2 separate regions of the Mus musculus genome follow, and region 2 is linked to region 1. Evidence: chromatin contacts called from public HiChIP or PLAC-seq data. All regions are on one chromosome and are shown on one strand. The core of a region is the stretch at or near the end of the contact, and the rest is flanking DNA. Distances in the headings are between cores, read along the strand shown.

What was found. HiChIP or PLAC-seq counts read pairs in DNA pulled down with a chosen protein or histone mark.
Region 2: an HNF4G HiChIP or PLAC-seq map of pancreatic cancer cells shows a contact between it and region 1. The contact joins the promoter of Krt23 here to the enhancer-like site in region 1. A contact is called at or near these places in 4 of 39 promoter capture datasets (the 3T3-L1 cell line, epiblast stem cells, liver and 1 more), 2 of 484 Hi-C or Micro-C datasets (both in liver), 3 of 115 datasets of contacts at active chromatin or transcription factors (embryonic stem cells, extraembryonic endoderm stem cells and pancreatic cancer cells) and 1 of 9 other capture datasets (liver).

Annotation. Positions count from the first base shown.
Region 1 is chr11:99,457,669-99,462,840 of GRCm38.p6, reverse strand. No RefSeq gene overlaps it. Among named protein-coding and RNA genes, the nearest start is that of Krt20, 22 kb to the right of the region's middle. Within about 2 kb of position 3,785, at least 16 of the 459 cell types and tissues checked have an H3K27ac peak or open chromatin away from gene starts, as enhancers often do. A contact at or near this core is called in pancreatic cancer cells, where this site is marked.
Region 2 is chr11:99,491,033-99,496,191 of GRCm38.p6, reverse strand. Krt23 (keratin 23) reads left to right here and starts at 3,072. Exons shown (of 8, transcript NM_033373.2): 1 at 3,072-3,523. The coding sequence starts at 3,128.

The sequences.
Region 1 (5,172 bases), core at 2,536-5,035:
GCTTGGTGTATCCAGCATCACTCCACTGGAGAAAACTGATTTTCCCTCTCCCAATAGATATCATTTGCAAAGAGCTTCTTGGTGAGGAATGGGTCTTTATGCTCACTTCTCTTTCTCCTTCTCCCTGCTGGGATTTTAGCAAGATAGATTTCAGTTGATAATAGACATCCTAAGAACAGGAAAAAAAGTCTTTTTCTTTAGTGTGTATGCATATGTGTGTTCATGTGTGTACAGGTGCAGAAGTGTGGGAGTGTATACATACAGGTGTGTGTGTGTGTGTGTGTGTGTGTGTGTGTGTGTGTGTGTGCTCGCGGGGGGGGGTGTCATTCTTGGGTCACCTTTTTGCTTGAGTTGGGGTCTCTTACTAGTCTGGAGCTTGCCATTAGGGCTAAGCTAGCTAGCCAACAAGCCAAAGGGATCATCAGCCTGTCTCTACATCCCCAGCCTTTTAAATTGGGTGCTGGAGATAAAACTTGGCTCCTCGTGTTTGCAAAGCGGTCACTTTACTGAGAGTCATCTCCCCAGCCCCAGAGAAAAGACTTGGGGGCGATTTTTTCCCTCTTTAAGACAAATTAATGAAACTCCCCCACCTCTGCATGTCTGTCTGTCTCTGTGTCTCTGTGTGTCCCTCTCTCTCTCTCTGTTTCTCTCTGTCTCTCTGTGTCTCTCTCCTCCTTAGCTGTGTATTCATTGTCACGCCCAGCCTTCAGAGTTCCCTCCTACAGGCTCCTTTATTGAAATGTAGACCACTGACCCATTCTGCAGCTAGCCTGTAATTATGAGATGGATCCACCCTTGGGAAGTTCCTTTGGAGACTGTTGCTGTTCCATTTGTCAGGGTGTAAGACGGGAGGGACCTCCCCCAATGCACTTGGACTTTATACCCTTACTCAGTCAACTCGCATGTGGGCAAAGGTCCACCCTCCAGCCTCCTGGAACAGGAGCTGAGGAACGTGAAGCCGGGTAAACCCCATGAATAAGAGGCCCCTGCTCATTCACAGGGGAAGCATCTCATTATGTTGCTATCCATCACACTCTCACCCCAGGTCAGTGCCATAGAATGACTCCGGGAACCCAAGTTCGGACCTTCGGTAAAAGAAAGGCTCCACAAGGTGTTCTTGTAAGGATGGTGAAATCTCCAGTATTAAATAGCAATCTTGTGACATCGGGCAGACATGGCCTGTGGCTTTATCTTCCACTCTACCCACTGTGCCCACTCCTCCTTCCTTTAGCCCAGCTCCACCTGCATCCGCCTAGCTGTGGAAAGCCGCCCTCAGGCCTGACTGAGTCCCAAGGAGAGACAGACTTTCACTCTTGTGCCTAGATGACACAGGACTGTTGGTTTTTCTTTCTTTTTCTTTCTCTTTTCTTTTTTTAGAAGGATAGACTGATTTGAGGCTGGGGCTTGTTGAGGCAATGTCTCACTATGCATCTCAGGACAGCCTTTAGTTATAAATCTTCCTGCCTCCACCTCCCAAATTCTACGAAGTAATTCTAGGTACCATAAACTTGTACCACCCACCACTCCTGGCTGTGCTGAGTTGTTGTTGTTTTGTTTTGTTTTGTTTTGTTTTGTTTTGTTTTGTTTTGTTTTGTTTTGTTTTGTTTTGTTTAGACAGGGTTTCTCTGTATAGCCCTGACTGTCCTAGAACTTACTCTGTAAACCAGGCTGGCCTCGAACTCAGAAATCCACCTGCCTCTGCCTCCCAAGGGCTGAGATTAAAGGCATGTGCCACCACTGCCCAGCATTAAACTATTTTTCTTATAGATTCTTTTTTCTTATTATTTTCATTGTACATGTTTCTTGTGTTCAGAATATGTGTCCATAATGTATAATGACCAAGTCAGCATTTTACATTTATGTCTCCGTGACTTTTTTTTTCAGTTTCTGTGAACTGTTCAACAAAAACCCCAATGCCAATGGTAGAATGCCTCTTTATAAGTTGTTAGTCAAGGAGATCTCAGAGACCACCCAAACAGTATAGGCTTTTACAAGTCTTCTTGAATGCCTATCAGAGCTAGATGGTAAGGCCACACTCATAGGATGCATGAAACACAGAAATCACTTAGAAATGAGCTGGAAGCTTCCTCCACACCTACTAGTTTCATAGTCCCCAAGGATGCTATGGAGGCTACTGGGGGAACAAGCAATGTTCTTACCCAACTGAGGCCCACCAGTCAGCCGAACAACCTGTCAAGTAGATACGCAGACATGCGCAATAGTTATATTGCTGTTAAGGAGATGGTCAGTTATTCTTTGATTGGAATTTAGATCTACTCCATAGGCAAGAATTCCTGCCTGGTTCTGTAAATCTGGCCAAAAAAAAAAAAAAAGACAGGAGAGATCATAGGTTCTAGGAGGGAACTAAACACTGTTGTTTAGCTAAATTGACAATATTGAGCTGTCATCTAAATATCTATGCATATGCCAGTAGACAAATGCTACTCTCAGCCTTGGCCAGGAAAGTGTTTCTTTCCAGTGAACAATGGAAAAGGCAGAAACTCATGGATGCACAAGATGCTGAGAATACGTAGCAGACGTGTGCTCAGCCCTAAGTGAGACATTTCTACCACCTGCTCTAAGGCTCTGGGAACCTTGCAGGAGGAAGAAAGAACCTGAGAGCCAGAGGGTGGGGAGAAGAAATGCAAACTGTTATGTTCTGGGTAAAACACAGCCACTGCAGTCGTGGGCTCATAGCAGCTGTGGATGCTTGCACTAGGCAGCTGGACATGGATGGTAGAGGGAGTCCGGAGGCAGGGGAGTTCCCCTCACTTCTGAGCTGTTTGCTACTGATACTTTGGAGATTAGAGAAATCAATGCCTTTGGTTGTGTACCTATCAGTGTGCCCCATTGGCCCCCAGTGGATACTTCCCATCCTGTGAGTACAAAGATGACCCTGGTTTAACTAAATGGTTCACAAAATAAAACCCAAAACCATGAAGCTTGGAAAAAGACTGGTAGGGATGGGAAGTATTGTTGATAGGGATGGAGGCGGGGGGTAAAAAAAAAAAAAGGAGAGGGAGAGAGTAATCCCAATACATTATGGAAATACCAAGCAAGAAAATTAATCAATAAAAAAGCAAAATAAATTCTGATTAACACATAAATAAGAGTATTGTGTTTTTTATGAAGAACTAGCATTGTTTAAGACAAAGTCTCTCTACTTAGCCCAAGCGGACCTCAAACTTATCATCCCACTGCTTCAACCTCCCAAGTATTAAGATTAATAGGTGTGAGCCATCATTTACAGTGTTGCTAAGAAATTCTAATGATCGGGAGCAGGACGGAAGGGAGAGGTGCAGAGCGGGTGCAAGAAGGAAAAGCAGCTAGGCGCTCAGAGTCTCCCTCGTCCCCCCCAGCCTAAGTTCCCGCCTTGACTTGGGAGGTCTTGGGGCTCGAATCCTAAGTCATCTATAGTGCACACCCGCCCGTCAGCTTTCATTTTCATGGAAATCTGTGTGTGTGTTGCCACTGACACTGACCGTCCTCCTATCGGTGACTGAAATCGTTTTAAATGACATTTTTGAAAAAGTGGTTCATTAATCGGTGCTTATCGAGTGTGGACTCTATGGCTGCTGAATTCCTGCATGGACAAACTTTGATACCTTCTAAAGTCACACAGCTCTTGTAGGACACACCTGTCTGTAGGTCCTGCCCCCTGTCTACCTTCCTTTTCTGCCATTCCACCTTCCTCTTCCGAGCACCAGCACTAGGCCAGGGTGCTCCACCCACACACTCATACCCCAGACTTTGCACCAGGAAGCTCTCTGACCCCAGACATCACGACTCTTCCAGGCTTTCATTCAGATGTCTTTTTTACCGTCGGAGCCGGGCCTGGCCTCATTGCTCATAAGAGTGCCTCACCAACCCTTTCTTGTGTGGCCTCTGACTCACCCTCTGCCCCTCCAGCCCCTCCCCCCCCCACACACACACCCAAACTGGACTCCACGGGACAGACACCTGTATTTTTTCACTACTGTATTCCCAGTATCTACAACAGAGCAGAACACACACTCATATTTATTTATGATTATTTGTGAATGAATGAGCGGATGAATATCAATGCCCTATAAGGCTGGTCCTAAATAAAATAAAATAAAATAAAATAAAATAAAATAAAATAAAATAAAATAAAATAAAATAAAATGAGCATTCCTTGTCTCTTATGCCTAAATCCTCTTCTCCAAAGACTCTTGGCTATTCTGACATTAACCCACACATTTCTTCTTCTTCTTCTTCTTCTTCTTCTTCTTCTTCTTCTTCTTCTTCTTCTTCTTCTTCTTCTTCTTCTCCTTCTTCTTCTTCTTCTTCTTTTTCTTCTTCTTTTTTAATATTTTTGACAGTCTTTATTTGTGTATTAGCTTTTGTCTCCCCTCACCCTGACATATGACATTGTTTCTGGTAACTTTCACAGTGTCCATGAAAGACACAGAGAGCATAAAAAGCCATTATTCACCCATTTGAGTTTGCATGTGAGAGACGTAAAAATAACCAGTAATTTTCCTGAATTGGGGTTGCAAAATGATAACACCTCTCTCACCTTAGAACAAGTTTTTTGGTTTTGGTTTTGGTTTTATTTTATTTGTAATTCATTTTTTACACTCCATATTCCATTCCCCAACCCTCCCCTCCCACCCTCCAACTGCTCCACATCCCACACCTCCTCCCCACCACACCCATCTCCACATGGATGCCCCCACCCTCCACCCCATCTGACCTCTAAACTCCCTGAGGCCTCCAGTCTCTTGAGGGTTAGGTGCATCATCTCTGAATGAACACAGACCTGCAAGTCCTCTACTGTATGTGTGTTGGGAGACTTCATATCAGCTGGTATATGCTGTCTATTTGGTGGTCCAGTGTTTGAAAGTTCTCAGGGGTCCAGATTAATTAAGACTGCTGGTCCTCCTATAGGATCGCCCTACTCCTCAAATTCTTTCAGCCTTCCCTAATTCAACAACAGGGGTTAACTGCTTCTATCCATTAGTTGGGTGCAAATATCTGCATCTGACTCTTTCAGCTGCTTGTTGGGTCTTTTGGGGGGTGGAGTCATGATCGATCCCTTTTTGTGAGCACTACATATCCTCAACAACAGTGTCATGCCTTGGGACCTCCCCTTGACCTGGATCCCACTTTGGGCCTGTCACTGGACCTTCTTTTTCTCAGGCTCCTTTC
Region 2 (5,159 bases), core at 1,823-4,322, 34 kb before region 1:
CTTGAGCCTTTGAGGGACATTTCAGATTCAAAGGACAACACTTCCACTAACTGCCTCTCTCCATCTCTCTTGGTCTTTTTTTCTATTAGTATAACAGAATAGCTTAGAGGTTCATTTCTTACCATTCGAGAGCCCATGGAGTTCAAGCCTGAGGTGTCATGTCACATTTGGTGAGGGTTGTCTTGCCTGTGGGGACTCTCTGGAGAGTCCTGCTGAAGGACAGGTTATCATGTGGTGAGGGGAACCAGAGATGGAGCCAGACTGCAGTTTATAAGAGATTCACTCTCAGGATAACCTGCTAACCAACCAACCCATTGATACATAAATGCATCCATCTGTGAAGGCAGAGCCACTAAAAGTCTCACTTGGTGCCACCTCTGCATACTTTACAGTACAAATTAAAAATCCCAGTGTGAATTTTGGGAGGGACATTGAAGCAAAGCACTACCTTTTTTTCTTCTTTTCTCATTGGGGGACATAAGCAGTCCCAAGCTCCCCTTCTAAGAACCACTGAACTTTCTGCAGTCACAACTATAGCTTTGCAGCAGTTTGGTGGTGACATAAGGAAAATCCAGGGTCATTCTTTGATCAGTTTTTGATGCAGAAAGAGCAGGTCTGGTGTGATTCAATGGTTTTATTTATATTTGGAATGGGCAATAATTGGATTGGCTTTTCCTAAGTTGAGTTTATTCACCTCACAGGGCTAGGAGAAAATGGTATGGAAGGGCCCGAGTTAAAATTCTAACTCTAGAAAACATCAATACTGAGTTTATGAAACAACACCATTCATGAAAAGCTTTCAGTATTCCAGTGCTCTGACCAAGCAGTGGTACTTAGAAGGTGGAAGACTCAACCCTGCATCCCAAAAGGCTGCAGTCTCAGGGGCGTGAAACAATGTACAGTGTGGTGTGATCAGTAGTGAGATGGTCTGACCAGGCTTGGCTGGTAGAGGTCTTGCCTACTGTGTAAAACGCTCTGAGACTTTACTCCCAGAACTACATAAAGAACATCCGATGTGTGCCTATAACACTCAAGAGGCAGAAACAGGAGAATCATAAGTTCAAGGCCCTCCGCAGCTACACAGCAAGTTGAAGGTCAGCCCCAGCTACATGAGACTCTGCCTCAAGTATGGAAAGAGTAATAACGATCCTCACTAAGCACAGAAACTCCTGGACCCTGTGGTGGTTCTGGCTTCTGCAGCAGAGCAGAGATACCAAGTGGCCCATTCTGTAGGAAGACCTTGGATCTAGATGAGGTCATGCCCTGCTGGCAGGGCACCAAATTCATTCCAGAGAATTCAGAAAATGATTATTGAAGGAAACAACCTTCAAACCTATCTTTGCAAGGAAGAGACAAAGTCTTGTACTCAACTACACTGCACATGCAAATAGCCTCGAATCACTCACCTCTGCGAACCCCTGGTCCTTTATCAGCAAAGTGTATTATAACTGGGCAGTGTTTGCCTACCCCTGGTTATAGGCTCCATTCTCAGTAGCCCCCTACACACACACACACACACACACACACACACACACACACAACCCAATAGTTGTTATAAGGATTAAACAATGTCTAGGAGGCAGAGAAGGTCCATTACCATTATGGAAGAAGTACCATTATGGTCCTGTACAGGACCTCTTTGTGACTGATAGCAGTGCTATGTGGCTTCCCTAACTCAGTTCATCCTCCCCATATCCCATACAGGCCTCATTTTCCCTGATCTGTGCAGTTGGTGGCATTGAAGAGTGACACCAAAGTCTCTTCTGATAACTGACATTTTATTTTTTGTTTCGTATGTATGTGTGCCTCATGTTTGTGAGCATGGGGGTGGGAGAGGATGAGCACACCAGAAAGCAGCAAAGGTCACTGGGTGTCCTCCTCTGTCACCTTCTACCTTATTCCACTGAGACAGAGTCTCTCCTTAAACCAGGAGTTACACTGGTGGGCTCCAAGCCCCAGAGACCCTCCTGTCTCTGCACTCACACCAACAACGGAAAGGTGTAATAGCAACACCACACATAGACTCTGGGGATACACATAGACTGTGTGCATGGCTGGCCCAGCAAGGACCCTGACCCTCTGAACTATCTCCATAGACCCTGACAGCTTATTTCTACGTCATCTTTAAATGGAGTCACCAGTAACCAGCACAGAGCCCTTGCCCCAAACTACATCATTATTCACTCTCAACCTCTGCCTTGGCAGAAAGTTAAGATGCATCACACATGTCAGACCACCACGACGGGCTTCCTGTTTTCATAGCCCCTGCTGTAGATCGCATACAGGTCAATGGTCCGGGGACTCAACCAAAAAAAACAGAGACTGCCCAGGGCTACTGGTCAAATAGCAAAGCCATCTTTTCCTCCCTGGAGCCCAGGGACATCCCAGGCACAGGCTGGCTTGTTTGGTTTTGAGGTGTGCTGGGATCAAAGGCATCCTGGAAGCGGAAGGCCAGTCATTCATTAATTAATTACGACTGTAATTGAGGGTTTGTTCTGAAGAGTGATTCCTTTGAAATTACTTTCCATCAAACGGCAGCAGACACAAAGGAATCAGATATTCAGAGCCCTCTCTGTTTCCTTCCGCACGGGAGCAGATTTCCTCCAGGACTTGAGATTCTGGTTTGTTCTGGTTCTAACCTTGTAAGTCTTTCTTATCCTGGTGTAAGAGGGTTTATCTGGAGCACTGTGTGTGTGAGAGAGATTAATGGTTGGTTTTTTTTAAAAGAAAAGCTATACCACACCAGTCTTACTGTGGACTTTAATCTGACCTTTTTTGGGCGAATGTACATTGGAAATTTTCCACTGCGAGATTAGAAAGACATCTGAGATCTGCTACCCACCTGGTGGCCTGGGCCACGCCTCCGGGTTACCACTGGGAGGGAGGTGGTAACTGGCATATTCACGTGGTTCTAAACAACAACAGCAGAGTGTGTTGGCCCAGGGGCACCTCCGGATTGACCAAGAGGAAACACACATTGCACAATGATAGGATCTTGTCGGTACAGTTGTCAGAGAAGGAAACTCCCACAGCAAAGGGCATAAAACCATCTCAAGCAGTCTGAGGCAGTTCAGTCCTGTGAGCGTCAGAGAGCTGAGATAGCCCTGCTCCATACACAGATGGGACCATGAACTCCAGCCACAGCTTTAACCAGACCTACTCGGCCTCTGTCCACAGCCTCGGAAGCACCCGGGGGCGGCAGGGGAGCTGCCATCGGGCACCGAGTGTCCATGGAGGCGCAGGGGGTGTCCGCATCTCCCTTTCCTTCACCACGCCAGGCTGCCTGCCTCCTGGAGGATCATGGGGGTCTGGAAGAAGCAGTCCCCTGCTAGGTGGCAATGGCAAGGCCACCATGCAGAATCTCAACGATCGCCTGGCCACATATCTGGAGAAGGTGCGGGCTCTAGAGGAGGCTAACTCGAAGCTGGAAACCCGTATACTAAGGTGGCATCAGGAGAGAGAACCCAGCCACAGAAAGGATTATTCCCAGTATGAGGAAAACATCAGCCGCCTGCAGGAGCAGGTAAGACACTGAGAGAGACCCTGTAGCTATGGTACTGCCATACCCAGAGAGGATAGAGGGAGGGGGAACCAGACTGTGTGCATGGCAGTTCCCAGGGCAAACAGCAAAAAGAACTCAGCTCAAGTACTGCTCACCCAAATCTTACTGCTATAGCTTAAGTATGGATGGATTCGGGGAAATCTGTTTATAAAAATAATTTCCTCTCTGCAAATGATGTAGAAACCAGACAGCAAACATTTCAGATTTACTATACACTATCTTTTAAACAGCAAAACTGCCTGGTTTTCTACACACTTTAAAACATGGGGGGGTGGGGCGGGGGGTGAACCAAATATGTGAGCCTTAGGAGTGTCAGACAGCCTGTCACCGTGCAAGTATCACGTAAGATCCAACGACATCACAGAAATGATAAGGCTGCTATGCAGGGTGCACCCTCGGTACACAAGGCCCAGGAGAGAATTTGCTTCCAAATCAGATCAGTTCTGCTCCACCTCAGAGGCCTGACGACAGTGTGACTCTCTATCAACAAAAGGCTGAGTTACGCTACTGTGTAGGTCATGCGGAAAAAGCTGTCTCTCCAGCAGCAGATAGATCGTGGACATCCCTGGATATTTTTCTAGGAACTGCTAAAAGATAAAGTGGGTCACACTTCTGATAAAGGCATATTGCTGGGGGTGGGGGGGTGAGAATAGTAAAATTGGGCATTTAAAAACTGGAGAGATGGGCTTCCCAAAGAATACCATGCTTCCCAGTCAAACACCTAAGATGCTCAGCTTCTACTTTCTGGGATGCCTGGATACAAGCAGAGGGGTGACAGTCATCTCACAGTTGTGTTCTTAAAGCTATAACCCTTCCCTTTGTATGAAGGAGCATGATTTAACCCCCGCACCCCCGGAAAGGCCATTGCAGGCTTCCAATATTAATACCATATTATTTCACAATGCTCAGCCATCTTTGCTTGAATGTAGGAAGGACCAATCAAGATAACATAAATCTGTCCTTGTAATGACCCCTAATTATTGAATAATCGGCCTAATAACCAAGTGCGTAATTGCCTTAACTACAGAGTGCGCGGTCGTCTCTGTGAAGAAAACAAGGTGACTCAACATCCTCACGCTGTTTTTTCGTTTCATGAAGTTGCTTTGGTTTTAGAATGGAGGGGAAAGATGATGTCTACAGATGGAAAGCTGGGAGCATGACTCCCAAAAGAAATACCAGATTACACCTGCTCCAACAGCAGGCAGTCCAACCAGAGAGAGAAGTAGGGAGAGGAAAGAAAGGGGAGGGAACAATTATTGAGCATTTCCTGTATGCCGTGCGGTGTGGAGGGTGTTAAATCTGTGCGAAGGGCTTTCTGCCACAACTGGACTCATCTATGTTATCTGACGTAATTCTTGCAACTCTGTTAGGAAACTAAAGTTCAAAACTGTGAAATAACCTCCAAGCCAGCAGCCAAGGGCAGGGTGGGACTTCCCCTCAGGTCTGTTTCAAATGATCCAACCTCCACCCTGCGTGATACCAACTCAATAGCCTCATACAAAGATGAAATGCATGTCTTAGTCCCATGGATCATGCGGCGGGTTGACAGAACAGCCCATGTCACACATAGTTCACAACGTTCAATTCTCACAGATCT